Regions from separate parts of the Mus musculus genome. Here all the other regions are linked to region 1. A link is a contact called in public promoter capture Hi-C data. All regions are on one chromosome and are shown on one strand. Each heading gives the region's core, a stretch centred on a gene start, on an enhancer-like site or on the middle of the called end of the contact. The rest is flanking DNA. Distances are from core to core; before and after follow the strand shown. Region 1 holds the start of Nsl1 (NSL1, MIS12 kinetochore complex component). Region 2 holds the start of Cr1l (complement component (3b/4b) receptor 1-like). Region 3 holds the start of A430105J06Rik (a long non-coding RNA gene).

Region 1 (3,596 bases), core at 776-3,275:
CTATCAAATGGAGAATATATGACTATAAAAGAGTAACTTCCTCAGAAGGTGAGACTTTAAATGATCTAAAGTTCAGTGGGGGGTTAGCTCTGTGGCTGGCACAGAGTGAGAGCTTAAATATACTGCTGACCACGGAAACAGCAGAGTCTGCCTACTTGGTCCCTAAAAACAGTATGTTGAATGAAACAGGAAGGGCACAAAAGGGGGGGGGATATGGATTCTAGCTTACCTTCCTGGCTTTCTCCAACACATCATCCAGATCCTACAACAAACAGAAGCAACCACGTTTGTTTTACACGAGTAATTAACTGCTCTTGGTCCATATACAGGCAGCAGAGGCACCATTAAGGACAACATTGTTAGCAAGGAACAGAGTGGCAGAAAATGAAGTCACCCTCCTCCTTACTCTCACAGTCCATGATGCACACTATATCAAAACAGAGATCTCTGTTGCCAAACACACAGAGCTTTCCTGTCCTCTCTCACTCTGTCCCTCAGAGGCTTCTGGACATTTCCCTCATGATTTGCTTTCACAGCCTAGTGGTAGGTAACTCTTCAGTCTCCTTGACTGATTCTCTGTCCTTTTTGTGACTTCAAGCTCTTCTGTTCTCTTTCCACTTGCCTTAAGGGATTCTGCCTTTTTCCTTTGTTTGTTTAACATCCTCGACCACACTATGTAAGATCTCTATCACTAAGCTATATCCTCCCCTTCTCGTGGTTTTTGATACCATGCTGAATCTCCAACTTACAGAGTTTTTACTCTCTCCAAGACCCACGACTCACATTTGAAATGATTATGTATTCTAATCTTTCCACTTGGATGAGATCAGACTTAACCAATATCCCCCCACTAGGATTTCCAGCTGCCCACCTGCCCACTCTGATCCCAAACCTTTTCTCGTCTCAGCAAAGGCCATCACCATCTTCCTTACAGGAAGCACAAACTGAAATCTAAGTCATGCTCGATTTCTTCCTCCCCTTGCTGTTCTTATCCAAGGCATGCATGTACTGTTGGTGTTATTCCTAAAATTTGTTGAGTACATGGTATTCTCATGATATTCTCACTGTACTGGCTTCTACCAGCTCTTGTCTGTAAACTGAGACGTTTCCTAAATGCTCTCACTTTCTCTCCTCCACCTTTTTGCCACTCAGCAGCAAATTTGTCTTCAGAATATTCGCTCTCTATATATATTTAAAATGGGTTTGTTTTTAAACTTTTAAGGGTTAAGACTGTGCATCTAATGCAATCCAAATGTCTTACTGACCTTGACCTACCCTTCCCAGCTCCTGGAAATTTCTCCTTTATTAAGTGTTTCCAGCTGCTGGTTAACTAAAACAGATCAAATTCTATAATGTATGGGAGGTCTACAACCTGCCGGTGTTCATCACTACCATACACTCACACCCTAAGCGTCACCTCCTAAGAAAAAGGCACCTACTTCTCCTTCCTCTTCACTTTCCCCAATGTAGCCGGTAAAACCTATTTCCATCCCTACACATTCACTCCATCAAGTGTTATTATTTTTGTTTGTCCCTCTGCCGGGCCAGAACTAGAACCTCTGCTAAGGGCTTGGATGGATCAGCACACCTCAAGAGTGGTAGGAGAAAGGGGTGTTGAGACGACAAACTAAAGCTTCATAGAAATAGTTAACCGCCGTGTAAGATGAGGAATGTCAGTTCCAGGACGCTGGTTCGAAAGGGTCGCCATAGACTAGGTACGGTCTGAGGATTTGGGGGAGAAAAACTTGCGGGAAAGGAGACACGGCCCTCCCGACTCCCGCAAGCCCCAAGTCCCCCTCACATACGTTGTCAAAGTCCGAGGCGGAGAGATGGCAGTGACAGTCCACTAACCCCAAACCCATAGCTACTCCTGCAGGCTTCTCGACTGCAAGCCAGGCGGCGGAACTCTGGGGCCGCGGAACCCGAGGCGGAACCTTGCGGCGGCGGCGGATCGGGTTTCCAGTCGGACGCGTGCAGGAGCGTTCCAGGGAGGGAAGCATCCTTCCGGTCTCAGCGATTCCCGCCTTAGTTTAAACCGGGAAGATGGCGGCTGTCTCTGAAACAGTGCTCGTCTCCGCCCCGCAGGACCACGATGCCCAGGCCGCCTCAGACCCTCAGGCCACGGCAGCAGACTCTCCCCTAGAGGACTTCCGAGTGCGCTGCACCTTGAAGAGGGCGGTGATGGAAGTGATGGAGATGTGCGGTCGCTTCGTGCAGGAGCTCGGGGCCGTGCTGCCGGAGGACGTCCGCGAGCTCGCGCTGCGGGACGCACAGTGGGTACGGACCCCTCTTTCCCGGTCCTCACCCAGCGCATCCTGGCTCTGGCTCGGGGCCCATGTCAGGCCTTCGCAGATGGAACGATGCCCAAGACTGGCTTGGGAAATGCCAGGGAAGGCAACTAGATGCTAGTGCCGCCTGGGTGCTGCTTCCTGTCAGGAACATACAGGGCGAACACGTATGTAATCTTAAGAAGCAGGCGGTATTAAGTGTACCCATATTCTTGAACATGTACAGCGCTATACGTATAAACAAGGCATCACATTTTGCTTTCATAGCAAGCTTTCAAATCTTGTGTTTTACAAAACATTTCTTTTGGTAGTTAAGTGCGCAGTAAAGACAAAGTCGCTCTCCTGTGGGCCAGCGCAACTTTGCTGGTTGGTATGAGGAATTCTCCAGGAAATGATAATCCTTGAAGTCAGTCATCTGGCTAGGTTTTTGGTCATTGTTATTGTTTTTGTTTGTTTTTATAACATCGTGTGGATTCGGGGAGAAAACATTTTCTTTTTAAGTTGAAAATAGATGAAGAAGCTGTCTTGGTGTTAAATTTTACCAAGTTCTAGTTGAGCTGGTCATGACAGTGTATGCCAAGTACTCGGAAGGCAGGGGCATGCAAATCTCTGTGAGTTCGAGACTAGTCTGGTCCACGCCGTGAGTTCCAGACAAGCCAGGGCTACGTAGAACCTGTGCATCCTGTTGCTCCCCCGGCACCCATAAACCCTTAGAACACACTTATTTCTCCTATATTTTGTGTACCCCTGAATATGATGGTTTCTGGGAAAAGACACTAGAGATCGAAGGACTGCTAACTCAAGCAGATAAACAGCCTATATGTAGGGGAAAGTTTCAAGCTTGTAACAGCACATTCATGACCAATGACAAGAGTGCAGAGTAAATATAGAGGTTGTCAGCATCAAAAACTAAAACAACAGTGGTTAAGGGAAAGAATAATGAAGAAACCTTCCTTGGATTGTAGTTTTATACCCCAGTTTTGGGAATAGTAGCTCCTGTGTTATTCTCTCCTTAGAAGTAAGGCAAGGAGAGAAACGGCACTTAATGTTTTTAATAGTTATCTTGGGAGATGACTGTAACTAAGAGGGTTTATCTGATTATAGAAAAATGCTAAGATAATGAGAACATTTACATGTAGGAATAGACAAATGTGACTTCACCTCTAATAGCTTGTTGAATGAGATCTTAAAGAGAATCAGAAGTAGAGAAGGTTTGTTGATAAACATCTAGGAAAGACTGAGAAACACAGTGACATTCTTAAATGATAGATGAAACAGCAATGAGTATTTCAAAGACAATTTGTTTTC
Region 2 (3,497 bases), core at 428-2,927, 4.1 Mb after region 1:
TCTTGATATATCCTGGGAGACATTCATACAACAAATATGTTCCAATGGGAAACATGGATTCATCAGTTAGATTTATAGGTTTGGCAGAAGGAAGCTGTGATGGGGCTGGGCAGTGACCTGTTGAATGAGACACAGCAACATTACATTGGATAAAAGAACTTGCATCATCCCTCATACTCTCAGTTCTCCAGCTAGCTACAATGGACCATGCATGATCCTCCTCTCTGGCACTCAGGAATGGATCAGTACTATGGTCAACGGGGAAAAAATAATATAATTTAAAAAATGAAACTGCATTTCATTTTGTTAATGTACTTTCCAATACATATTTTGATTTAACTTCTAGACTCAGTTATTTTCTTTTAAGTCTTAGCAGCATTAATTATGTGGCAGAGAGAGTCAAATAATATGTAACCAATAACTATATGTTGGAAAAAAATCATTTTCATTTAACTTTGGAAATACAATAAAAAACAAACAATGCAAAAGACTTCAAGGAAGTCTTTCTCTTAGAAAGTTCTGATTAAGGAGAAAGGAAAGGGAAATTAGAACTTTCATGGTGGGTAAAATGGGCACTCTATTTTGTTCTTAACCATCAGTAAAATTTAATATGTAAATTCTACAGTCTTTTCTACTTGCAAATATTTCATTGCACCTTGAGGCTTGCTAGCTTTTCAAATCTTACCTTGGAGTGGGAGTGGAAGGACCTTCCTTAAAGTGGAAGCTCAAGGGAGTTAATGAGGATTTGGGGTGGGAGATAAAGTACACAGTCTCACTGTGTGAAAACTGTATCCCTGGGCCTGTTTGTCTAGGCCTTCGGAGAAAGTGCATAGGGAATGTCTCAAGATAGAAATAAATTAAGGAGCTGAAATTGGGTTAGATATTTGATGGCACCTATTAAATACCAATACCACGAAAGACATCAATATCTCCATTTCACAGATAAGGAAACACAAAAATATTAACTTTCCTCATAACCAAATTCTAGGATTAGAAATTGCATCTCTCAATATTCCTGCAACCCCCTGCTCCCCACACCGTTTCTCTCACTACATTCAGCACAGAAAAGCACAGCGTACAGCTAATAAAGACAAGCAGCTGGGAGACCACGCGTTCCTGCCGGCTGCGTACGACCCAAGATCTGGGTAGAGGGCGCCCCACGCTCACCCATGGGAAAGGGGCGCTGAGCACTCACAGGCAGCCCAGACCAGCGTTGGAGTCTGCGCAGAGCCTATTTACCGCGGGTTCCCGGTGAACCGTGTGTCCGTGCTTCCCCAGGCCTCCCCGCAGCTCACCCAAAGTAAATGGCAGCAAGAACAGCAGCAAAACTTCTAGCTTGACTCCTCCCCGGCCGAAGGCTACAAGGAGCCACACCGGATCCAGAGGCTCTGAACTCCGAGAAGAGACCTCCATTCCCCTCACACCGTTCTCAAACAACGTTTTACGGCAAATGGTGTAGAAAGCAGTCCCACCCAGAAATGGCGCTGGGTTCCGGAATAAAACTTCCTCTAGCTGGGCTAGGCGCGGTCTTGTTTACTCCAAGCCCCTGGGATTTCTGTGGAATTACCCTTGGGAGATTGATTCAGCAATGCAGAAACTGGTTCAATACCTAGTAGGTCAGCTCCAGGAAGTTTTCCACTTGCAGGAACCTTCGACTCCAAAGAAAACAAGGCATTATGGGAACTCGGTTTGCATATAGCCCGGCCTTACTCCTTTTAAAAATCTGCAAGGGTGGAGCCTAACCCTAATCTGCAACAGTGAGCTGACAGTTGCATACCCTGTCTAGTATACAGTAAGAACCTATTTCCTTATGATGAATTCGGATGTAACGTGCCGCTGGAAACAAAAAATGAAAGGTAAAAACCATAGCTCTCATCTTAAAAGGATTAGGAGTTTATTCTGAAGCCATTTTGAGTGATCATGACCCTGGAACAATGATATGGTCACCCCAAATTTCATGGAAGCAGTTTCATAAAGTTTTTGTGGTTTTACAGAGCAGAGAAAGTCACAAATTAAGGCAAGTTTAAAATATATTGTTGGGTACATACAAGAAGCAGGTAGTGGAAGCTTTTCTATAGGCTCAGGATGACTCTAATGGCACTCGGCTTTTGTATTGGTAGAAGCTAGTTGCCTGATAAGTCAGTAGATTCTAAAAGGTTGTTTGTGGTTTTGTTTGTTTGTTTGTTTGTTTGTTTTGTATCTATTGTATCATGATGTTAGTTCTGACTTAGCCCAAGATAAGGTAATTATTGGTCTCTGGACCAGCAAAATTGCAATCTCTCCAGAGTACTGAAATTCTAATCAGCCAATAGTCTTTGCAGAAACAGTTAACTTTCAGGAATTTCCTTTCACAGTCAGACGCAGTTTCTTTCCGGAAGTTTTTGTTCACAACCATGTCAGTGCTATTCAGCCTAGACCAGGATAGTGCAGTAATGAATCAGGGAGCGAAGCCAGGCCTTGCCATCATCCAAGTGAGATTTGATGGCAGATGAACAATTAATAAGTTTTCAGAAATGGAATAAACAGGATTTGCACTGAATTTTAATTCCTTTCTTAATACTAATGAGAGAGAGAGAGAGAGAGAGAGAGAGAGAGAGCCCTACTCAGAGATTGGTGGTAGTGCTTCTAGAAATAACAAATATAAAGAGCCAAGTTTGGGGAATAGAATTAAGAACTCAAATATTCCAAGAGAGAAATAGGACATGCGAACAAACATGTCCACATTCTGTTTTCAGAACCTGTGATAGGTACTTTATACGGCAGGAAAAGAAATGGCTAATTAAATTAAATCAAGAACATTTAAGTGGGGAGGTAATCCTGTCTGCCAAAGTGGGCTTAATAACCCTAAGGAACCTTACAGGAACATAGTCCTAAATCAGAGAGGAAGAACAATGAGGGCAGAGATCAAAGTTGCTGCCTCCAGAGAGCAAATGATAGCAGCCTCTAAAATGTGGAACAAATAAGCAGATTCTTCCCCGAAGCTTTCATATGGAACCAGTCCTGCTAGCACTTTGGATTTAGAATTTAAGTTATTCTCGAAAAAGTATGGAAGAAGTTATATTGCAGGTAAGTATACTTTCTTGCACCATATGCTATCAGAATACACTGCTATCCCCACATTGTTTGGAGGTTACATTTTAGCATCCACTTTCTTCCCTGAGTCCTTGATGGGTTTAGCTCCTGGCTGATATTTACTTCCAACAATGCTCCTCTTCTCTCACTCCTCATTGGCTTCAAAGATTACAGAAACTTTTTTCCACATGCTTGGCTTCACCGTTCCTTAAATTATCTTTGCCTATGATCTTGTCCTCCACTCTACTATGCCACCAAGGCTCATGAGAATATCCTAGAACTGTCATTATAACTGTGTCCTCTCCATGAGCTTAACTATCCCTCTTAACCACAAGTCCTACCCTTCTGGTTCACTCCCAGTGTCCTGATTCTCAAAATCTCCATTTCACAGTGTCTGCAAACCCATAGACCTGCCACAACTGGTC
Region 3 (3,988 bases), core at 78-2,577, 4.3 Mb before region 1:
TGAGCAGGTAATGGCACCTGCTGCCAAACTCCTATAAGTCCTCAGACCTCCACATGTGGGTACACAGCAAATAAACCAATGCAGTAAAAACACCACCAGGACCAGAGCTTCTAATTCCTGCCCAACAGGTTGTTTTTTTAACCCCTCTGGTGAGGGCTGAGGACCTCAAAAGCTTAGTCAGCTGCTTCTTGGTCTTGAAGTCCAAGTGCACTCATTCGTTAACTTATGGACCCCTGAGTGACAGTTGTTGATCTAGGAACTGAGGTTCAAGTGTCTGCACACTTAGGGAACTTTCAAACAGCACAAACGCTTCACAAGATTTAAAACGTGGTGCTTTTAAAGTGAGCAGAGTGGGGCTGGAGAACATGTGCATGCATTGCTCTTCCACAGGAACAGTTTCTTCCTCAGCAGCCATTCAATCTCCTCTCACGCCCAGCGCACATACATACAACTTAAAAATAAATAAAGTAATAATAATAATAAAAGCGTCTAAAGAAAGCAAAGCATCAAGCCTCAAGTGAGAGTGACAGAAAAGGCTGCATTAGAAAAATAAGGGAAAATCTCTTTGACAAGTACTGGACCAGAGACTGAAGTCAATGAAAATGTAGGTGACATACAGGTGTTTCAGGAATACTGCAGGCAAAAGGCAGAGACCTCCAGAATGAGCAGCCAACATGAACAGAAAACAGCAGAGCAGCAAGTGACCAGACCTATCATGCAAGTTAAAAGCAAGTTAAAAATTCTGAATGTTACTCATGAACTAGTGGCTTCCCGTAGTAACTGAAGCCACATTCGCGGTTAACTGAAAGCATTAGCCACACCGAAGCAGTAAAGGAGTGTGGGAGCCAAATGCCTGAGCTTCCTAAGAAGCTCCTGCCAAGAAGTATGTTTAAAAGTAGCAGCCAACCCCAGCCACACAATGGGGAGACCTCCGGAGACTCACCTACCTTTCATTCTGAAACTGTATCAAACGTTACTTCAGTATCTCTCCTTTACCATTTCTTTAACTCTCTCTTTTCTAACTCCCAAAGGCTCACAATCCCCCCTGCACAGTAACAGTATTTCTTCTCTCTTGTGGCCTCTTGCTGCTGGCTCCCTGAGCCTATCCCACCCATTATTTCAATCGCGACCCTTCCTTTCACTTTGCTAGGGGTTCCAAATAGAAGCTCGCAACATTGCTCTTACAGCCGTTTCTATGATCTGCTAACAAACTGACTGGCTGTAAGTAAAAAGAGTCAAATCCTCCCAAAGATGCGAACATTTTGCAAGGTTCTCAATACCAGCTTTGGTTCTTCTGTGCCCAAACACTTAGCCTATGTTTTGATCTGCGACAACTAACCGTGTTTTTACTCCACTTCTAAGCGGGTACAGGACCTGCAAAAGGCCTGGGGTTATCGCCTGCCCATCTTTTGCTCTGCTCTTAATTTGTGTACTGCCTGTCATTATCTCTTCCTTTACTGTTAAGTTTCTGATTGGCACCGGCAGTTTCGCCCATCTCAGTAACAGCTGACTGAGTGGAAACACAAAATTAACCGTGACAGCGAGGAGCCTCGGAACAGCAGGGCTCCTCGCCCAACCTCACTCGCCCCACACACTCAACGGCAAGGAAACGCAACCCTAGCCATGGGAAGGAAGCTCAGCCGCCGAAGCTCCGCCAGGCCACATTACCTTCTCCATCAGAAGAGTCTTTGACCTCATCTTCTAGCTTCGACGCTGCAGCCTTGGCTACCATCTTCATCTTTTTCTTCTTCTTCGGAGAACGCTTCAGTATCTCCCCTGGGCTCACACGTGAGTCCTGAACGGCCGCAGCCATCTTGGCTCGCCGGAAGTGCCACCTGATAATTCCGTCGTGTTGCAACACACGGAACTTCCTCCTCTAGTTCCGGAACAGTTGTCCCGCCTGAAGTTCCGCTGTGGGAGCCTCGGGTAGGGACGGAGAGAGGACACGACCTACCGGTTTTCTCCGGCAGAGTCGGTTCCTGGCCTCACCCCGGCCCCTTCTGGGCGGCTGCTGCTGACTGCTCTCCTTTCCCTCCCCCAGAAGCTGGGTTCCGAGTTAGAAACCGCATTCCGAACCCACTGAATCGAGACTCTCCGAGAAGGAATGGATAACAAGGGAACAGCTACGGAATCAGAAAGCAAGCTCAACTCTTAACATGTTCTTGTGCTGGTTTGGCTTTTGTTCTGTTGTTGTTGTTGTTGTTGTTGTTGTTGGCTATTGTTCTGTTGTTGTTGTTGTTGTTGTTGTTGTTGTTTTTCCCCTAAGGACCAAGCACGGTGTTTTTGAATGGACGTTTCTGGATTTTGATAGATCTGAGAGGCTGCCCGGGTAAGGGGCGGTGGAATGAGCCATGTCCTAAATCCTCCCTAGCACCTGCCCTAAACTAAAGCAGCCTTGCAGTTAGTCCCAAGGTGGGGTTTGGGGGTGAGGGCGACAATAGGATTACCCTCCTAAATTAAACCTTTAAATCCTACCTAGTTCCTTCACTAATCTGCTAAACTCAGACTCCACCCTTCCTTCGAAGGACTACAAATGTAAGGAATCCCCTTGGTTTTGTGACTTGCTCTTGGATTCCCCACCATATTCCAGCCCCCACCCCAAAGCCCACCAGTGTTATTAAAGGATCTGGTCTCCTGAAATACGTCCCAGCAGCCGTCTATAGCGAACCAGTAGGTTTTCATTCTTTATATATTGGTTTTTAGTACTCCAGATTTGTCTTAAAAGAAAAAGAAAAGCTGGGCGTGGTGGTGCACACCTTTAATCCCAGCACTGGGGAGGCAGAGGCAGGCAGATTTCTGAGTTGAAGGCCAGCCTGGTCTACAGAGTGAGTTCCAGGACAGCCAGGGCTACACAGAGAAATCCTGTCTCGAAAAAAATAAAAATATAAGAAAAGAAAGAAAAGCAACAGAAAATGTGAATCCTCATGTTGATTGATTTCAATTGGTGTCTATGTATGTATGTATATATATATATATATATATATATATATATATATACATCCTAAAAACAAGAAAACATTTTTTTTAATGGCACAGGAAATACAGCTTTGTAAGTATGGTTTAAGAGACGATCAGATGCCAGCGTAAGTCTCTGAAAAGAACAATTCCAGTCCACATAAATGAGTTTCCCAGGTATTGCTACTTCCTGGGTCTTCTCACCTCTATAGCAGTACAGTGCTTTAATTAGAACGCTGTGCTGGCTGGCCCTGAGGCTACTTCGCTTTGGTCACATATTTAGCACTGTAACAGGGCCCCAGACCTTAGCCTAACTGACTCCATGATGGAAGCACCATTCAAGCTGTAAGAAATGTAGACAGTACCACCTGTCAAAACAAAAACAAAGACCTAATCCATCAAAGTCCATACAGTTCTGAGAAAGTCTCAAAATGTACTAACCTTCCTTTTAGCTTCTACAGTTCCATTTCTGGCTAACTGCTCTTAATAACTGAAGTATATCAACTCAGAGCATAGGGTTGTGCTTAAAGGCTCGCCCTCAGAAAGGCTCACTGGTACGGTGAGATCCTAAAATCCCAGTCCAGTTGCTGGGCAGCTAATAAAGACTTTTTTTTGGGGGGGGGGGGGAGGCAGGGGTTTGAGACAGGGTTTCTCTGTGTAGCCCTCACCGTCCTGGAACTTACTCTGTAGACCAGGCTGGCCTCAAACTGAGAAATCCGCCTGCCTCTGCCTCCTGAGTGCTAGGATTAAAGGCATGCGCCACCACTGCCCAGCTAATAAAGACTTTTTATTGACTTAAGCTATGTCCTCTCCTTCTCTAGTGGATACCCCACAGCAGCACATTTTGTTTTTGTTTTTTTAATATTTATTTTCATTTTCTATACAATATATTTCAATCATATTGTCTCACTTCCCCCACCTCCCTACTAACTCAACTTCACATTCTTCTGCCCTCCCCAACACCCCCCCCCCGAAACACCAGCGAAAACATCAACAAAAATTTCAAAACAGACAAACTATTTTTTTTTTAGAT

Evidence for each region. Promoter capture Hi-C pulls out the DNA fragments that hold promoters and counts their contacts.
Region 2: a promoter capture Hi-C map of pre-B cells shows a contact between it and region 1, with 2.6 times the contacts expected there. The contact joins the promoter of Cr1l here to the promoter of Nsl1 in region 1. A contact is called at or near these places in 1 of 39 promoter capture datasets (pre-B cells) and 1 of 484 Hi-C or Micro-C datasets (B cells).
Region 3: a promoter capture Hi-C map of pre-B cells shows a contact between it and region 1. The contact joins the promoter of A430105J06Rik here to the promoter of Nsl1 in region 1. A contact is called at or near these places in 2 of 39 promoter capture datasets (liver and pre-B cells) and 1 of 484 Hi-C or Micro-C datasets (CD4 T cells).

The regions. Positions count from the first base shown.
Region 1 is chr1:191,060,996-191,064,591 of GRCm38.p6, forward strand. It overlaps Nsl1 (NSL1, MIS12 kinetochore complex component), which reads left to right and starts at 2,026. Exons shown (of 6, transcript NM_198654.3): 1 at 2,026-2,277. The coding sequence starts at 2,044. Tatdn3 (TatD DNase domain containing 3) reads right to left here and starts at 1,915. Exons shown (of 10, transcript NM_001357166.1): 1 at 1,806-1,915; 2 at 230-262. The coding sequence starts at 1,862.
Region 2 is chr1:195,129,893-195,133,389 of GRCm38.p6, forward strand. It overlaps Cr1l (complement component (3b/4b) receptor 1-like), which reads right to left and starts at 1,678. Exons shown (of 10, transcript NM_013499.2): 1 at 1,296-1,678; 2 at 1-117. The coding sequence starts at 1,413. It overlaps Gm32313 (a long non-coding RNA gene), which reads left to right and starts at 1,552. Exons shown (of 3, transcript XR_865921.3): 1 at 1,552-3,066.
Region 3 is chr1:186,747,496-186,751,483 of GRCm38.p6, forward strand. It overlaps A430105J06Rik (a long non-coding RNA gene), which reads left to right and starts at 1,328. Exons shown (of 2, transcript XR_003948551.1): 1 at 1,328-2,329. It overlaps Rrp15 (ribosomal RNA processing 15 homolog (S. cerevisiae)), which reads right to left and starts at 1,863. Exons shown (of 5, transcript NM_026041.2): 1 at 1,669-1,863. The coding sequence starts at 1,813.